2 separate regions of the Anas platyrhynchos genome follow, and region 2 is linked to region 1. The links are chromatin contacts, called in public Hi-C maps. All regions are on one chromosome and are shown on one strand. Each heading gives the region's core, a stretch centred on a gene start, on an enhancer-like site or on the middle of the called end of the contact. The rest is flanking DNA. Distances are from core to core; before and after follow the strand shown. Region 1 overlaps ESRP2 (epithelial splicing regulatory protein 2). Region 2 holds the start of LOC101795296 (galanin receptor type 1).

The links. A called contact is a pair of places that touch in the nucleus more often than the background predicts.
Region 2: a contact with region 1 is called in a Hi-C map of skeletal muscle, with 2.0 times the contacts expected there. The contact joins the promoter of LOC101795296 here to the enhancer-like site in region 1. A contact is called at or near these places in 2 of 8 Hi-C or Micro-C datasets (skeletal muscle and subcutaneous adipose tissue).

Annotation. Positions count from the first base shown.
Region 1 is chr12:14,164,532-14,168,876 of IASCAAS_PekinDuck_T2T, reverse strand. ESRP2 (epithelial splicing regulatory protein 2) reads right to left here. Exons shown (of 16, transcript XM_072043918.1): 16 at 3,308-4,345. Among named protein-coding and RNA genes, the nearest start is that of ESRP2, 46 kb to the right of the region's middle. Within about 2 kb of position 1,781, at least 1 of the 8 cell types and tissues checked has an H3K27ac peak or open chromatin away from gene starts, as enhancers often do.
Region 2 is chr12:14,323,147-14,327,491 of IASCAAS_PekinDuck_T2T, reverse strand. LOC101795296 (galanin receptor type 1) reads left to right here and starts at 1,783. Exons shown (of 3, transcript XM_013105259.5): 1 at 1,783-4,345. All of the region lies in intron 2 of LOC101794820 (dipeptidase 2), which reads right to left.

The DNA.
Region 1 (4,345 bases), core at 532-3,031:
TACAGTGGCCACCACCTAATTCTATAGGAAGAAGAAAATTATGCTCCTGTTTCATTTTAGTTTTGCGTTTTGTCTTTCTTTTTTAATATATGTATCTATATGACAAGTAAATCTAAATAGCCAAAGTTTTAGATTGGCCTCAGACAAACCTTGGCACGCATGAGGAGAGATTTCTGCTTTATACTATTTCAAGCCAACTTTAGGTGCAATCATTTTTTAGATGACACTAAGCGTGAGCCTCAAAACTTATCAGCATGGACTCTGGCAAATGTACGTCTATACAAAACAGAATGCAACTGGTTAAACCATAACACTTGAAACTTATTTTAATGGACCAAGAAGATACAGATGGACCAAAGAAGATACAAATACTATTTCAAAAGTCAGGAAGGTTTTTTTCTTAAAAATATATAAATAAAAAATCAGGAATTGATAACCACTGGCAAAAGTTTGTTGAAAATATTTTACTTCACATAAACAAGCAAAACTTATCAACCTGTCTAGGGTGAGAATTAGGTCTGCTGATGAAGCAATTCCAACACTAAACACCTGATCCAAAAGCACAGCTGTAACCATTAAAACAGGGAACAAGAGGCTTTTGCAAGCTTTTAAGTCTCATCTCACCCCAATCTCAAGTAACAAAAATAAACTACCTTATTTTAGAACTGGGGAGAAACACAACATGAGATAAACAACACAGAAATAATTCCTAGGTGAAATTATCAATGTCAAGAGAATGGGAAGAGGGATGCTCCAGTTGAGGGGCTATCGCAAAGCCACCGCCATCAGAAGTATTAAACCAAGAGACAAATAAATACAAACAATGTTAATTCCGTACTTCAGTTATATAATAATTTTTGAGAAACACTTCTTGTGGCTGAACACAGAGGGCAAGGACTCTTTCTCAAACAACAGTAACAGTCTAATCACAGTTCTTTCCCAAGCTTCACATCTTTCTCTTTGGTGAAACAATTCATGTTTAACATTTTCTGTACTTATTTTTCTTATTACAACAGTAATCCACTTCAAAGTCCCCCACAACACAGCAGGTCTAGAAGTTCAATTGCAAAAAATAAACACACGCATCAAATAGAAGAAAACAGATTTAGGCCTTACCCTAAGTTCCCGGCCTTCTCCAGCGATGTAGGCCATTTGAAGGTACGATGAAGGCACTTGGGGATCAAGTCTGAGCTGAGATAAAGACCTTTTTCCACAGTCCTGACACTACTTCTGGTGCATGCTGCTTCCAGAAGCACAGCCAAGCCATGAGCTCACCTCAGCTTCTAGCAGTTACCTGCTGTACTTGAGGTCTCCAGCACCCAAATTACATAACCCCTCCCTCCCCTTCCACAGGTGAGGCACATAAACCCTCAGGGGCAGCCTGCTGGGTGGCATCCACCAGGCCAGGAAGGGAGGCCTTAGTCACACGGGGGTTTTATTCCTAAACGTGTCACAAGAACACTTCAAATGACAGAGGCAAATGTGCAGTCTTGTTGGGCGTACGGCGGGAGGGGGCACACGACGACCACCAGACGGGGACACGGCTGAAGGAGGCTGACATGGCTGAGGAAGGCTCCCCGCACTCTCCCACCACTCCTCTGCCTCCCCCAGCCCTACAGTCAACCCCTCCAGCAAAAAAATCATTAATTTCATTTCGGTGGCCGCCGAGAAGGAGCCGGGCACAGCGGGGCGCCACAGGGGCCTGAGGGGACCAACGGTCCCAGGGCCCGCCCTGAGGGGAGGGCGGCGGGAGCACGGCCGGGGCAGCCCCCAGCAAGGCCCCGAGCACAGCACTGCTGGCCCTGAGGGGTGAAGGAGCCTGAGGCCACAGGGGGGAACCAAAGTTTGTTAGCATTTTTATATTAACCGCTGGATGAAGATACGTTTTACTCAAATGCACCATTGTTAATTCCTTTGCTGCTTTCTGCTACACGACCAACAAGGCTCCAGGGTGGGGCTGGTGTCAGGCCCCTCGTGAGGGTGTCTGTGCTGGCAGCGCCCCGGTATTCAGTGTAGCTTATAAAAGTGAAAAATGGATAGAATATTTTCCTAAATTTATACAACTCCAAGCCCCCATGTTATGTTTTATGCATACACACAGCCACAAAGCATGAAACAGCTGAGTTCAATTTTGGTAACTTGTTTCTAGCATCTCCTTCTAAACAGGGATTAGAACAACAGCATTATCTAAATCTCCTTTTTTTCTTATTTTTAATAATTTTTATTTTTAAAAAGCTCAATACAGCCTTTAGGGCTGTAACTTCTGTTCAGGTAAGCACAGGACTGCAGACTTCCAAATCTTGCAGCCTGCCAAGGAAGGAAGAGAGCATGCATAAACAACAGTAGAAGGAGCTATAAAAAAAATTAAAAAATAAAAATAAATAAGTGATGTTTTAAAGTAGATTGGTAGATTAAGCATCGTTTTAGCTAACAGACAAGCACAAGTCCTAGACAGGCTGGCTGTTATAAGAAAAATAAGACTTTTCAACTCAACACAAAGCCACAAGCAAGCTATCAACTAGATGGTGGCAGAACATAACAGTGTAAAAAATGGCCTGGTAGGTCCCTCTGTATTGCTCAAAATAGGGATTCCCAAAATTTTTTTTTAGGAGGGAGAACTGAGAACTATTCTCCACAAAGGCACAAAGACTGCACCATTGTAATTAACATTCTCCTGTCTAGTGTGCAGGATACTTTAACAGTAATATTTTTGTAGACTTAAGACAAATCTTGGAAACAGATTAATGCATTCCCACATTAAAATACCAAAGTAAAATATCTTCGTAGTCCCAACCAACTGCAGTAACACTTCAAGCAGGAGATTTTAGTGATGAAGTGGCATCTGACATGGGATGGTTCTTACCAGAAACAAACCCAATTATCTTAGTCAGATATCCCCATTCATTTTTGCTACAGAAAGGTTATCTGGCTCTGCCATGACAGAAATGTAGCATTTCGGGTTCTGCAGAGAAGAGAGAATGACCCATTTAGTCAATGAAATTTTGAAGTGAACACAATTTCAAGTTCAATACTCATTTTTCTCTGGCACCAGAATGAGAGCGCTAAGCATATAACAGTTGCATTGCTCTGCCTGAGAAGTGTTCCACTGCAAGGGAAATATTTATCATGTACATTTCAGGCTTGCCAGAACATACAAAAAAAAAAGAAAAACCATACCATCTCACAAGACATATGTGCCCATCTAAGTCTATGGGGAAGAAAAAAATAGGTAAAACTTACTTAGCAGAAAGTGATTGCCCATGAAATTGCATTAAAACAAAGTATAAGTTGCTCTCAAAAGCCAATACACATCGTAAGCATCTCTTTTATTTGTTGTAATATAAAGAAGCATACATCATTCAGTTCTTTTAAGTACAACTCAAATTGTACACTAACAAAAAAGATCAATCCAGACATCCATGAACATGTCACAACAGGATTCATTACATTTTGCTCTGCTGGTATTGCACTTGGAATAGTTTTGAAGTAAGGCACAGTAAAAACAAAGTCATTTAGTGCTTCTACAGCAGATGTCTTTTTTTAAACACATGCTACATGACGTAAAAGTACTTCTAGCTTATGTATATACACACAGGGAAAAAGAAAGAAGCATGCACTAGAGGATTTAGATTTCAACATATCTTGTTGTTTCATAATATACAAATAAAGTAGTTTAAAGATGTAAACAAATTGCATGCACATAAACTAGAGCAAAATCTTTAATACAGTATCTGAAAGCTATTATGCTTAAATAAAAAAATATAACTTATTAGTACTCCGGTTTATGTGCCATTTTTGTCCTGTAGAGATTAAAAATTTGTGTTGGGGTCAGGGAGTTATGGTTGGGAAGAGAGCATTTTGCTGGTTTTGCCTTTGGTTTTATTTTTTTGCTGTACACATTGGCAGCAGTACACTGGTAGGAAAGACAAATATGGCTTTTGCAAAACATAATGAAAACATGAGAAAGCACAATTGCATTTGGGGTCCAGTATCCTGGTATTTTCCAGTCCAGAACAACAACAACAAAAAACAATTGGATCTATGCTTTGAATTGGGAATGCTACACATTCCAAAAGCCCTATCTAAAGACTTTTAAACTCTACAAAAACCAGACACTTTGCCAAGTGTAAACTCCTAAAAACTAAACAAAGAAGAATCTGAATGACTTGAGCTTCGCTTTCCACTTCAAATGCTACTAAACAGGCAATAGGTTTCTCCCATGGCTGTGATAGCTGAAGTGCTATTAGATTGTCTTCAGAATTAACTAGATGCCAAGAGGGGGGTTGCCTATTTTCAAACAAGTACATTAGAGATTAAGTAAATTAACTGCATAATTTTTCTTTTC
Region 2 (4,345 bases), core at 534-3,033, 160 kb before region 1:
TTCTCATCCTAAGCCAAAACACAGCACCCTACCAGCTACTAGGAGGAAAATTAACTCTGTCCTAACTGAAACCAGGACACCACTCAGAAAAGGTGAAAGGATTTAATTAGTTAAATCGACTTTTTTACCATAGAACTCATGAGGCAGAGAAGTCACACTCCAGAAACTCTTCTTCTCTCCACTGAGTGCCTTAGCTTGAACAGTCAGTTAATTTCTCTTCTAGTTCTGTGATGTTTGTACTCGCTGCAGTACTTCAGCCTAGCCCCCCCATATGAGCCCAACTACCCCATACAGCTTGGCTGATGGTCTGGTAAAAAAAGTAACTGTGCATCTAAGGGATGTAGGCTTCAGTTCCTTTATGAAAGAGATTATACAGGGTCGGAAATGAATTGAATCTGGGCTCCCATTTCTTGAGCCAATATATACAGAGCAGGCAGCAGGACCTCCTGCCCCTCCTGGGGTTGTACTTCAGGAGATAAAGGGCACTGCACCTTCTCACCCCAGGGTACAGCCAGGTTTGGGACCACAAGTGGAGAGTGGGCTGTTGCAATCTCCAAGTGCTGACACTTCAGACCTACCATCGCTCGTTTCCTTGGAGCTATGTTTATGTAGCACATCAGCCTAAAGGGCCTTTTGGCCCCAGTTAGCCTTCTGAGGAGCGCAATACATAAAGACAGATGCTGAACTCAGGGCTATAGAGTGGACTTTTGGGGCTAGATGCCTGCTTGTTTTCCCTTAAATGGATCCGGGTCTGAGATGTAATCCACTTTCTCCAGAGAGAGAGAGAAGTGTGACAGTAAGACTGCTGACTGTGAGGCTTGAGTGGCCTCCTTCCACTCAAAAGTCGAGAGCCGTAGAGAGCTAATGCAGAGGTATTAAAAAGCTGAGCCATGATTATCAAAACAGTAAGTGATTTTTGCAACATGCCTGGTATTCAGTATAATTAGGAGCTGAAGCACCCATTAGCAATCAGAAAATAGACAAATTGGTTTGTACCTAAACAGGCTAAAAATGTTACCATTTAAACATTAGCATCTGATGTTTTGTTCTCCCTCCCACTCCCCGCCCCCTACCCTTGTTTCCAGATCTGACTTCTCCCTCTATTCTCCTTGCTGTGGCTGTGCCAATCTATCCACAGAGATCCACTGCTGTCCTCCATCTACAGCACTCTGATGCCTGTTAACCAGGGACTCAGCACATGAGGCCAACACTTTCATTTATCCCAGAATCAACTCAGACAAATGGCAACAGCAACTGGCTTCCATTTGTCTTGATCTCGGTGATGTCTGCCAGATTTCTGTTTTTTCCTTACTCCTACAGAATATCCATTTTCCACTTAGTTGTGTTTAAACGTTAGTTGTCTTTGTTCAGGAAGCAACACACTGTTTCTAAAGAACTGCAGAAGTTGTAGTTCACGTGGCTCAATCCACACTGAATTCTTTGTTCTCGATTTCAGGCGAATCACCTCAGATTTTACTATACCATGCGGACACTGCCAACAAGTCAGATGTGACGGCTCCCATGCTATTTGTGCTCCTGCACTCAATAAAGTGACTTGATTTCCTCCACCCACCTGGACTAGAGGATTTGATTTATGGCAAGTCCTTTGTCTCAGCAGGGTCAGCGCCCAACCCACAGCATTTGGGCTGTGAGTTCTCAAGGACAGAGGATTTCTCACTGTCAGAAACAGACTATTTAAAGCAGTTAGGAAATGGCAGAAAGAGGGAATCAGAAGAAAGAGCCTTTACCTTTTCTGGAAATTTCGAATGTCACAGTAAGCACAGTTCCAGGACAAAGTTTTGACAAAGCCTGTAAATTACCACTGAAAATCATTTCCTCCCAAGTAAGACCAGACAGGAATACTCCCATAGCAGCCAGCTTCTGAAGTCAAATTTGCAGCATCTCAGTTCCCAGCTGAAAGCAATCTGAGTTTTTGCACCTCATTTACTGGATGTCTAATCCAGCATGTCAGTAACACGTTCCACCCAGAATATTCACCCTCCTTCCCAATCCCCTGGTCACAACACTCTCACTGAAATACACAAATTCTAGCAGGCTAGGGTGGTTTGGTTGGTTGGTTTTGATTTTTAATTTTAATTGTATTCTGAAGATAGAAAAGCTAGGAACATCCATTCTGCAAGAATTCAAGAGATCTTTGAAAAAAAATGCATTTAGATCTGAAGAACCCTAAAATCCCTCCCTACTCACCAGCAGAACTGTGCTTTCTTCTGCCTATTTTCTGTGTAGTGTACCATGCAAGCTTTCAGATCTGCAAAGTTGTGTTTGTTCTGCAGGTGACAGACACGCAGTTCTCAAATTCCTGTATGCATTGTCTCAAATCCCCTGCAGGAGAAACCACTCCTGTTGTAGTCATTTATTATTCTGCTCAAATCCAATATAAGGAGAAAAAAAAAGCACACTCATTTACTGTGATTGCTGCGGGTTCTTCTTAAATAATACTTTCTGGTATGACTGTCCACTTAAAAACAAACAAACAAGAAACCGCAGATCTAAAATACAGAGATAACTATTGAACCAACCTTCAATAGCTTTCTCTGAAAAATTGTATGAAGTTACATGAATAGTAATTACAGAAGGGACATTACTAGCAACATATCAACAAAAGGAAAAAAATACATATTTCAGCTTTCTGATTTAAGGATGTATGTGTACTCAAGGACGAGGGGAAAATACAAAACTAGTTACTGAATGATAGGAGTGTATGTTTGAGGGGGAGGAAGGACGAGAACCGTCAGAGCTGTCTGCAAGCAATTAAGGAAATGAAACACCAGCAGATGGCACTCAAGTCTTCATTATAACGCCAGGCTTCGCAGGGTCCCCGAAACCTGTGTGCTGAAAGCAGCTGTCTGCGAGCTGAGGGCACAGATCCCAGCAGGCAGACAGAAGATTTGGGGAATTGGAAGGTTTAGAGGTGTCTGAGATGCTGTGCCACAGGACGCAAAGCAGCCGGGCTGCGGAAGACCAAGAGAGGCGCAGGTGGCATCCAGAGCAGGCTGCAGAGAGGGGACCATGTCCGGAGATGATCTGCTCGTTGGCACATAACAAAGGTAGATGCGTTTTCCTTTGCAGCTCAGACATCCTTCACGCTGTCTGCTTTCCATCTCGCCCCATAACCAGCCTCAGAACTATATCGCGCGTGTGTGTGTGCACTCTTCCATGCAAGAAGCTGTCCTGCAGGCACAAATCACTCTGCAAGTACTGTTCATCTTCGCCTAAAAACTTTTTTCTTCCCTACTGCCTGCCTGTACAGTTCACAGAATATCTTCAGAAACACAACGAAACAGACCATCAAAACCAAGTTGCTTAGTGCCTTCTAGAACATGCATGCTGTTTCTAGAAGTAAGCATCAAGAACATGACTAAGCCATTAATCCTTAATAAAATTTCTTAAAAGGAAAAAAAAAAAAAAAGGCCATCTCTCTTCCCTGGTAGGGAATATTACAGCTGCTCACAGCTGCCATGACTGAGCCTTTCCTTTTCCAGTGCAGATGCTCTTGGCACTTCTGGGCTGAACCCAGAACTTCTTTACAGCTAGATCAACAAGAACCACGAACGTTCAGGCACTAAGGAATTTGGAAAGATACGAAAGAAGTGGCAGAAGCCAGCGGCAGAGACTAAGGCTTCTCCAGGCTTTTGTGCTGAAATCACTGGTCTCCAGATTGTTTTGTGCTCTAGCATGAGCACATTAGAGACTGAAACAAAACAACAAAATACTGTTCTGTTGATTTAAAAACAACAACAAAACAAAACAAAAAAAAAAAAACATTTTAGATTTTCTCCTGTTTCTGTGGCCAGCTCCAAGGATGCTCCTTATAACATTGCACAGGATATCATTCAGCATATGCTGCTCAATCCATCCCTGTGGGTTAAAACTCGCTTTCACTTTGTTCTCCCCCTCCTCGCGAGTAGTAATGTATGGAGACTGGTAACGTATGGAGACAAAGCCGACCAGGGTTATTCTTTGAAGGGCTCCAGTCACAGACAGCACTTGTTCTCACTGTCACAGCTCCGAGCAGAGCTGGAGAGCAGGTACAGCAGCTGCAGCTCTGGGGACTGGTGTGGGAGGGAAGCTGAAGAGGAGGGGCATGAGGAAACCAGGCTGCAGCTTCTTTGCCTCTGCTTCATCCTCAGCCCTTCTGGCACAGACTTTTCCTGTATCACAAGAGCTCCTCCAACAGCAGCTACCAAACCCCTTGGATGAGAGCAATTTCCTAGACCTCTTTTTGCCAGTTCCTGGAAGAGACAGACAAGACCTGGAAGAATCATCCAAAGAAAATTGCTCCCCTGAGCAAAGGCACAGAACATTGGAAAACCCAAGCATCCAG